Linked DNA regions of Oryctolagus cuniculus: region 2 is linked to region 1. The links are chromatin contacts, called in public Hi-C maps. All regions are on one chromosome and are shown on one strand. Each heading gives the region's core, a stretch centred on a gene start, on an enhancer-like site or on the middle of the called end of the contact. The rest is flanking DNA. Distances are from core to core; before and after follow the strand shown. Region 1 has its middle 42 kb from the start of TNFRSF19. Region 2 holds the start of TNFRSF19 (TNF receptor superfamily member 19).

Region 1 (5,336 bases), core at 2,442-4,941:
CTTCCAGTTTTTCACACAACATATACTACATTATTGTGAAATACAGTGGGCCCCTGTGCTGGGAACGCTAGAGCTGACTCCTGTCTGTGTTCTGATACTTGTTACCCAATCTCCGTCCACCTCTCCCTCCTCCTTCCTCTTCCTTCCCAGCTACCAGTAATCACTATTCTAAGTTCAGATCAACTTTTGTCAACTTACGCATATGAGAGAGACTATGTGGTGTTTGTCTATATTTGACTTACTTCATTTAACATAATGACTTACAGTATAGCACTATTTGCATATTACATAATTAAATATTACATATTAAGTGTGAGAGTATTTAAATTACACAGGAGTATTGCCTATGTTATATGCAAAAGTAGTCATCCCAGGCCAGCGCTGTGGTACAGGGGGTTAAAGCCCTGGCCTGAAGTGCCAGCATCCCATATAGGCACTGGTTTTAGTTCCGGCTCTCCTCTTCTGATCCAGCTCTCTGCTATGGCCTGGGATAGCAGTAGAATATGGCCCATGTCCTTGGGGCCCTGCACCCATATGGGAGACCTGGAAGAAGCTCCTGGCTCCTGGCTTCAGATCAGCGCAGCTCTAGCTGTTGTGGCCAATTTGGGAGTGAACTAGCGGATGGAAGACCTCTCTCTCTGTCTCTCTCTCTCTCTCTGTAACTCTGTTTTCAAATAAATGAAAATAAATCTTTAAAATAAAAGCAGCCATCCCTCCATTTCTGCAAAGGATGGGTTCCAGGACTCCGCCCACCAGTGGATACTACAATTTTTCAGATATAAAATGGCATACTTGAAAACAACGAATTACAGATGCCAGTTTTTTTGTTATTAGTGCCAGTAAAAGTGGCATCATGGGAAATGGATAATTGTGTAGCCTCGTGCTAGTTGTTAAAAGCTCACGGGAAGCCCCAACTTTGGGTTAGTTTACATGAATCCAGGACTTCCACTTGCTAGTTTCTGTTTTGCCCTGAGTGAATAAGGGCAGTTTGTTTATCGAAATGTGGCTTAATAAAGAATCAAGTCAGCAAAATCACCACCAAGGCAAAGGAACAGAGGGAAACAAGACAGTTCTGGGACAATTCAGATCCATGCCCGAGCTTCAGAGTGGTGCGAATAGGATTCCTGTGCAGCAGAGGAATGCGAATCAGCCTGAAGAGGGTAGGGAAGTCAGTGTGTGTCTGTCTGCTAACGGAAGCTGCATCTTGGGGTATTCAGGGATGCATATCCCCTGTTAGGGCTTTTCAATCCATCATTGATGAGCGTTGAGGACAAGACACCGTATTTCTGCAAGACAGGGTATTTCTGCAATAAGAATGCACAGTGCCGTTCCTTTACCAGGTGCGATGTTAGGTTCAGGGGCTAGCGGGCTGGCAGAGAACACCGGCTGTACGAGAGAAAACTGCGCTAGCTTCATAAGCTCTGTCTGCAGCTCTGGGACCCTGAGGTGGCTACATGGAGAACCTTGTACCCAGTTCAATGGTATGTCAGGTATACCGAATGCCAATAGCATTCTAGTCTACCCAGGCTTCCAGAGAAACCGATTTATCTTTGAGTTTGAGTGGCAAGAAGCTTAACCTGTCCATGGCTTTTCAGAACAGGAATAATAAGGATAATTGTTCAAAAATTGACATAGGGTAGTGTTGAAAGAAGACTGTTTTAGAACATCAGAATAGTAATGGTTCTGACAGGGGCCGGTGCTCTGGTGTAGCGGGTAAAGTGGGTAAAGCCGCCGCCTGCGATGCCAGCATCCCATATAGGCTCTGATTTGAGTCCTGGCTGCTCCACTTCTGATCCAGCTCCCTGCTAATGTGCCTGGGAAAGCAGTGGAGGAAGGCCCAAGTGCCTGGGTTCCTGCTTTCACGTGGGAGACCTGGAAGAACCTCCTGGCTCCTGGCTTTGGTCTGGCCCAGCCCCTGTCATTGTGGCCATTTGGGGAGTGAATCAGAAGACAGAAGATCTCTCTCTCTCCCTCTCTCTTCCTCTGTGTAACTATGACTTTCAAAAAAATAAACCTTTAAAAAAAGCTAATGGTTCTGACATTTTTCAGTTGTAGACTTCTTTGACCCTCGGTATCCTTGTCAAAGATAATAGTCATTGTCATCATAGTAATAATGATAATGGTATCTGTTTTGCTATCTCAATTCTAGGCTCACAAGATCTAAAATGTTGGAAAGTGCTTTGCCTTCTGTTAAGAACTACACAAACTCTCTATATAATATTAGCAAAAGCGATATTGTAGAGGTCACTTTTCCTTTTCATTTGAGAGTGGAGGTAGGGAGATGAGCAAACTCCCATTCCTGCTTCACTCCCCAAATGCCACCCAAGAGCCAAGTCTGGGCCAGGGTCAAAGCTGAGTGCAGGGAATTCAATCTGAGACTCCCAGTGGGTAGCAGGAACCCAACTGCGGGAGCTGTAACTGCGGCCTCCTTGGGTCTGCATTAGTAGGAAGTTGGAGTCAGGACCAGAGCCAGGAATCAAATCCAGGTTCTCTGATGTCAGACATGGTGGGGGGAAGGGGTCTTCTCTGGCAGACCAAACACTGGTGTCCCATCCTTTACTTTAAAAACTCTCTATATAAAGTTAAACCATATCACAATTTTGATTATGAAAACTTGTGGTTAATAGGAAATCTGACTGTTTCTCTCTACTTTAAGCATTTTAATGTGGAAATACAAAATGAGAAACATGGAAGAGTCCCAAGGCCAACCGCTCTCGGCAGCTGCAGTCACCAACCCCTGATGCCTTCCCGTCCACCACGGGAGCCGCGTCACTGCGAAGACAATCCCTGGCTTTGGAACCCAAGGCCTGGTAGAGGTGGAGGTAGCAGGTGGTAGTCTAAGAGCAGAAGAGTTTTGCGTGTCACGTCAATGTTCTTGTGCGCCTGCAAGAATACTTCCTTCCAGGTGGAGGGACGAGACAGCGCTCACTTCGTTCTCTGCCCCAGTCCAGTTCCCTAAGAGGGGATAAGGGTCTCCAGGGCCACCCAAGACCTGCTCTTTGCCACCAGCAGCACCAGCTGGAGGGAAAAGGTGCTGGAAACCCACAAGCCTGGAAGTGGAATGGGCTCAGGTCCACACTCTATTTGATGTGTTGATCCTCTACTTTGTATGCATCCAGTTGGACTCCTCTATATTCCTAGATGTTCCTTGCATGTGTGTGGGCTTTTAATCCCATTATTCTCTTTTGGCAGAAGGAGCCTAGAGATTGCCTTTGACAGGTAGTTTGTAAAAATCCCAAGGATTGCAAGAATGGGCATGGTAGTCAAATAATCATAGAGTGTCTTTAAGGAAAATGATTACAAAACAAACAAATCCATGCATTAAAGCAGTAGGAAAGATTAAAGATTGAAAGAATTCACTGTGCAGTGAGAGAATTTTGGAACTGCTACATTGTACTTAGCGCTCCCGAACATGAAAATTACCACCATCAGGTTTCAGTCCTGAGCCAGAGGCTTCAAAAGTGTTTTGGCAATACTGTTCCATCTCAACCCACAGTCATTCTATTGCTCTTTCCTGCTTTTGAGTGAAACAGGATTGTCCTGTGCCATCTTGAACAGCTCTGAAGTAACTTTCCAGAAATGGTTGGTGAAATAAGATGCTGTTTACTGGAGCTTTCCAACAAGAGACTTCATAACCTTTAAATAGCACGGCCTTTGAAGTGAGGCCCTGATGGATGTCTCCAAGGAGGTGAGGAATGAGGTTGTAAACAGCTCATTGAAGCAGCGTCTGTGATGTCAGTCCATCCTCTCATCTGAAGATAATGGACTGAAAGACAAGAGAAAAAAAATCTGCTTTTAAATTTTTTTCACTTGTGTGTGGTATGGCTACACACACGCACATGCACACTCAATTTTGTGCTCGAGTACGATAAGCACATGAAACCTCCTGGGCCAGGCCTTATCCTTGTTATTATTTTTGGTTCCATTTCACCTGATGAGATAACCAAATCCTGGAAAGGTTGAACAACTTGCCCATAACCCAGTTCACTCTCCACGCAGGGAAAACACGCAGATGCTCTGGCTCTCTGCAAGGCAAGGCTAACCTCACAGGATAGATTGAGCCATAGTGAGCATTTGCTAAATGAAGGTGGTGACTGAGCTGCTGTGTTTTCTGTCTCCTGAGGTTCTCCGGAGTGGGGGGGAGGGTGCTTCCCAGAAAGCCACAGTCAATTAAAAAAAATCCCCTCGGGGTTTGAAAGGATCTACCTGGACTGCCATAGGCCTGCCAAGGACACCCCGGGTAGCAACAACACTGTGCTAATGGGGATGACCTCACCTGACCACATCCTGTCACAGAACTCTGGCCACCGTGGTGGAGGTGAGGCTCCTGGAGCGACAATGACTTTTGTTGTCCCTATGCACTGAGTTTGCCACAAACCAGTAAGTGGAGCTACCCGTGCTGTTCTGAGCAAGTGTCCTGGGGGCAGCGTCTCTCCGTGTTGGCCATTTTCAGTTCAGGAAGGCAAGACAACCTGGTAATGCAGTGTGGATTTCCTTGCATTGTGCCTCATTTCCTACACACCTACATCATGGCTTGGCCAGAGTGGGTTCCACATGGTTTCATGTGTCTACGCTGGAGGAGGTAAACCAGATGCCTCCAGGTCAGGAGGGATTTGTTTGACCCACATAATGTTGACTGTCTTATGTTTAATTTTTTTAAACTTGAGTTTGTTATAAGGTTTAATATTTGCATATATATCTGCATGATGGTTTTCTCTGAAAACTCGAAAAGATGTGACTGTATGGACACCATTGGCTTGATGCTAGCTGGCCTGCTAAGATGTGGTGGCCATGGGTTACTTCCCTGTTGTTTCTCACCCAGTCAGCTGCAGGTGTGCCTGGTGCCCACAGGTGTGTGTGTGTGTGTGTGTGTGTGTGTGCGTGTGTCTTATCCCTGTCCCTCTTGCAGCATGTGATACCAGGGACCCCTCGTTTCATCTGATGTGGCAGGATCCGCTCTCCATGACCTCTCTGTTTTCATCTTTCTCCTATTCTTTAAATGGAGGTGTCTACCAGGGAGGAAATCTATCCTTGGTCTTTTCTTTCCTTTCTTTCTCCACTCTTCCTTGGGACTTCCAAGATCTCCATGATTTAAGCTAACGGCACTTCAGAAATTATATTTATATCTGTTGATCAACTGGACGGAATAGCACCAAGCCCAAGTACCGAGATGAAAAATGAGACTGCTACTTTCCAAAGCAGTTCAGGAGACGGCTGTGTAAACAAACAGTGCAATTGGATACATGCTGCGAGGGAGGGTACAACGCAATGCTCTCACAGAGGAGGAAACCTTGAGCTGGCTTTTGAAGATTGAGTGGAAATTCACCCCTGAACCA
Region 2 (5,082 bases), core at 318-2,817, 43 kb before region 1:
GATCTTTCCTGTTTCATCATAATTTCAGACTGGTTTTTATCATTTATGATTTCCTTGTGGTTCAGCTAGCATAAAATAGACTATTGTGATGCTAATTCAATATTTTCCCCCAAATAAACTTAGGACCAGAACATGAAAGCAAACCAATGTGAACATGGATTTCTCTCTTTTCCTCTGTACTGAGTTTTTGCATTTCATGTAAAGATTTTACTCTCTCTTTCTGTATCATTGAATTGACAAAGAAGTAAACAGTTAACTTTGAAATTCAACACAGCAATATAATTTGGTTTGGATGTGCAGCTCACTAACTCAAGTAAAAATGTTACTGAAATACTTTCTGTAACATAATAACTGTTGGTTACTCAGTTTTCAACTGTCACTATAACTTTAAAATAAATGTTCACTTATTAGTCTTGTAAATAAGGCTATGCTATTTCCAGAGGTTACAAAAAAATTCACTAGAGTATTTTTAGCCAAACTCAGTGTAACTTTACCCTCCTTATATTTAAATTCTTGGGTCTTACACATAAAAGGCTTTAATCATACTGAAATGCCTTTTCAGGGAATCCCTAGAGTATACAAACTGTATAAGGAAATGTATTTGATGGATTTACATCTTGGAGGTGAGAGAATAAATAAACTAAAGAAACGGCCCTGCTGTTACTCTTTTATGGGAGAAAATAAGAAAAGCATTCGTTTCAAGTGAAGTTCGGCTGTTTACTAAATAAAGCACCGTGTAAATACTTGGGGGCAATTATAGCTGGCAGATCTCAGGGGCCGAGGCACTCACTGGCTGCCTGCTAAAGTTAGCACTGCTCTGTTTTGTCCTGTCTGAACAACTCAGTTCCAAGTAACATTTGCACGACAGATCGCACGGCGTCCTGAACAAGCTACTAAAACCGCATCTTGTCTTCGACACACACACACACACACACACACACACACGCAGCATCACGTAGTGTCCGACTATGGAAATGCTGGTGCGTGGTCGATTAAAAATATGCCCCCTCCCCTCTTAGGACACGTGAGAACAGCAAAATGCGGTACCTGCAACGTGCACTCACCCTTCCAGCAACTCAGTCTCTCCTTGGCAGAGCGTCTACGCCGTCCCCCCAAAAAATGTGTGTCAGCACAAGCCCGGACGAAACTTCACATCCAGGAAAATGAAATTAACCATGCAGATCAAAGGCAAACGAGCTGAGAGATGAAATGCCTGTAATCTGATCAGTGATCAGTTGCTGAACATCAAAGACCGAGCTGAGTTCATGCATACGCTGGCTATCCTGAGAGTTCGCCCTGGGCAGGTAAGGGCCCTCCGGCCTCCCAGCCCGCACGGTCTTTTGTTAACCCGGGGTCACGCCGTCCTCCGCCTCTGCCCTGCAGCGAGGCCCTGCGGGTGGTTCGCCAGTGCCCGAGCTGAGTGGCCCGATCCGTAGCCTTTCGGTTCCCAAGCTGCGCGGTGGATTGTGTGTTGGAAGCGTTTCCCAGTGCCAGCGGGCTCTGCCTTACCCCTTTCATCTCCCTGAGCTGCAGATCCCATGACATCATTCAGCGCCGCCGTGGGACTGGCAGGAGAGCTGGAATTCAGCCTGTGGGGGAGTGGAGCTGCAGAGGAACCAGCGCTCGCCTGATTGCTAATCATGTTAGACTATTGTGCCTCACGCAGGACAGTTTCTGTTATCTGTCTCTGACTGCAATGGACAGCCACTGCTGCGGGAAGTTCTTTGGGCGATAAGATCCTTGATAGATGGGGGTCCCAAATGACAGCGTTTAAAGGCCTTTTCACTGATAAAAATCACGCTTTCCCCGCAAAGACTGGTTGCCAGATTTTCAGAATAAATAGCAAACTAAGGCTGTCCCCTAAGACACCCAGACTACTCCGCCAGAGGATCAGGCTAACATTTTGTTGTTGTTATTGTTCCCAATGGGACGAGTATTTAAGGATTTCCAGTAAACTGTCTCTTCCTTGAAATGTAAACTATTAAGACCTGACTACCAACCAAGCAGAGGTGTTCTCATTAAAGTGGTTAAGCAGTAGATTGGGCAGTTCATCAAACAGCCGCTGACTTCTCCCTTCCTGCATATCCAGAGGCTGTATTCGAAGTTAATCTCCTTTCTACTTTGGGATTTGGGAAACTAGATTTTAACGTGTCTACATGTTAGTGGTAATTCATTAACACTTCTTGAGTATCTCCAAATTCACAAAAGAATCACACTGAGAAAAGCCCTCGTCTCAGGATCATAAGTCTGTGTTCCTGGCCTTTTAGAACCATTTCTCCCAAACTCACTAAAACAAAACAATAATAAATTAAAAAAAAAAAGCCACACCACCTTAGCCTAATTGTCCATATTTTAAAATTAAATCTAATGCACATTATCTAGGACCTCTTATGATTTTTCCTTAATAATTACAAATTTAATTAAAAGGTATTTTGTTTTCAGTATTTAATAAAATAAAAGATAAGAAGAAATTTCATCTTCTTTGCAGTGCAGGATCCAGGGCATTTCTGAATTCCAGACTGTTCTGGAAGGAGGGAAAATTCTCTATTTTATAATGGAAACATCAGCTTTTAGAAGGTCAGTTAAAATATTTTTTGCAAAACTTAGAGCACAGAATTTAACCTTTCTTTGTGTAAATGTCCTTCCCTAATTGGTTTCATCTGATGTTTCCTGATGTGATATTTGAAAATGTAGTTTACGGTGTGTTTATTTCCAGATTTCTATGATTCCTGAAAAAAATTAAATAGCAAAATATTTGGTTTGCATGGCTCATGGGTTCAGTATAACACTTAAACAGTCTAATCTTCAGGGTTTCTTTTATAATTTTTCCACCTGTTAGATCGTGTCTCAAAGATGCACAGAGCTCAGATGGCGTCGATACTGGCAGGTGTGATGCTTTATGACTTCCTCGAAGCTGACTGGGAAAGACCCTGTGACACCTGGATGCCAAGTTTCTTGGGCTCCTTGAACTCACGAATACACAAAAATATTTGCAAGGACAAAATATTTCCCAGAGGCCAGCTGCCCATTTCTTTTCAGAGGTAGTCTAAAACCCTGCCCACAGCTTGGGATCCATATTCTTTTTGGGGGAGAGGGGAGATATTCTACCATCCTGCACTCGAGTAGAGGTTCTGGTACACTGATCTCTCACAACACCCAGGTCTTTGGATAAGCGAGGGAATCTATGTCTTGACAGAGTTCAATACCGACAGAAATAGGTGAGGCTCTGATTTAGGGAGCTCGTCGTTGTGCTGGAAGCTCACAGAAGGCATGTGAAAGCAGGGACTCCGGTGAACACTAATCAAACAGCCCCCAAATTACACGAATCTCACCAAGCAAGATCTGAGTTCAAGGCTCAACTGGCAAGGTGGTGTCCCTTCCAGTGGGAGCATTTGTTCACCTAGTTGCTGCAAATTATTTTATATTGGCCCTCTTGCGGCCAGGAATGCCCCACGTGGGAGATGAAAGGGGACTGAGCTGAAGGCCCCATCTGTCACTGGGAGCAGAGAATGACTAAAGACTGGCCTCCACGGAGTGGTGACCTCCTGACCCCCAGCTCATTAGCACTGCACTCAACCAACTGAGCTGCCTTCATTGTAAGAAGTGGCCTGGACCATTGTTGCTCTGAACAGCACCATGAATGAGAGATACTGCAGAGCTTTTTGCTTTCCTCTTTAAGGAGCTCAGATTAGTGAGATTAAATCTGATACTATGGTGATAAGAAATATGCCACTATGCAGGCGTTACTTAACCACACGGGTACTTTGGAAGAGACATCATTAGGTTATGTTGTTGTGTGAACATCATTGTGTGTCCTTGCATAAACCTAGATGGGGTAGCCTGCTATTTATTTATATGGCATAGCTATTGCTCCTAGCATCATAAAGAACACACCAGCCCAACATTAAATGGAGAAGTAGAGAAAATGATGCCATCAGGAGATGTGGTATGGGCTGCCACTGGCACCACACAGCAGGCTGTTTACAACTGATTTTTTTTTTTTTTTACTTCACTCTAGAAGTAGAAGGAATACATTCTAAATAAAACACAAAGTGTGGTATAGCAAACATGTAAGCCAGTAACACAACCATTTGTTATCATTATGAAGAATTATATGTTGTATATACTGTCTGGGCTTTACTTTTTATGTGACTGGTAGTGGATTAGGTGTGTTTACACCTGCTCACCACACACTTGTGAGGAAAGCCTTGGCCTGTGATGTTATAACAGTTATGGCATCATCAGACAATAGGAATCTTTCAGTTCTATTACAATCTTATGAAACCTCTGTCATATATGTGGCCCCTTGTTGACTGAAATGCCGTTATGTGGCTCACGTGTGATTGTAATGATCTTTTTCTCTAGAGATTTATTTATTTATTTATTTATTTATTTATTTATTTATTGGAAAGGCAGAGTTACAGAGAGGCAGAGGCAGAGGCAGAGAGAGAGAGAGTTCTTCCATCTACTGGTTCACTCCCCAGATGGCCTCAATGACCACAGCTGGGCTAATCTGAAGCTAGGAGCCAGGAGCGTCCTCTAAGACTCCTACACAGGTGCAGGGGCCTAAGGACTTGGGCCTTCCTCTGCTGCTTTCCCAGGCCCTAATAGAGAGCTGGATCAGAAATGGAGCAGCCAGGACTTGAACTGGCACCCATATAGGATGCCAGCACCACAGGTGGCCACTTTACCTGCTACGTCACAGCGCCCGCCCCATGATCTGTTTTAATAACAGAGTTACAGTATGTTGTCAGCTATTTTTAGTGCAGCGTCACCATAGCTCATCCTACGCCCTTTGCCAGGTTTATTTCAACTACTTGGATGTGAAATGGCCCTGAGGCAACCATCGGATTCCCAATGGGGAGACTGGTGCTGCACTTCATAGCAGTATGACTGAGGAAATCTCAATCGTGCACGGCCAGGAATGGAGGGGACTTCCTGAGCTCCTTGAGGGGCAAGGGGGTCTCATGTTGCCCTCAGCTGCCACTGTCTAATGTTGTCTCCCCAGCATCTGGGACATGCTTCCTTGGTTTCTTTGCCTCGACAGGTAGGTCAGGTGAATTCTTACCCTTGTAAGGTGCA

Evidence for each region. A called contact is a pair of places that touch in the nucleus more often than the background predicts.
Region 2: a Hi-C map of psoas muscle shows a contact between it and region 1, with 3 times the contacts expected there. The contact joins the promoter of TNFRSF19 here to the enhancer-like site in region 1. A contact is called at or near these places in 2 of 6 Hi-C or Micro-C datasets (ear pinna and psoas muscle).

The regions. Positions count from the first base shown.
Region 1 is chr9:94,294,131-94,299,466 of mOryCun1.1, reverse strand. No RefSeq gene overlaps it. Among named protein-coding and RNA genes, the nearest start is that of TNFRSF19, 42 kb to the left of the region's middle. Within about 2 kb of position 3,691, at least 1 of the 8 cell types and tissues checked has an H3K27ac peak or open chromatin away from gene starts, as enhancers often do.
Region 2 is chr9:94,335,399-94,340,480 of mOryCun1.1, reverse strand. TNFRSF19 (TNF receptor superfamily member 19) reads right to left here and starts at 1,567. Exons shown (of 10, transcript XM_008259905.4): 1 at 1,065-1,567.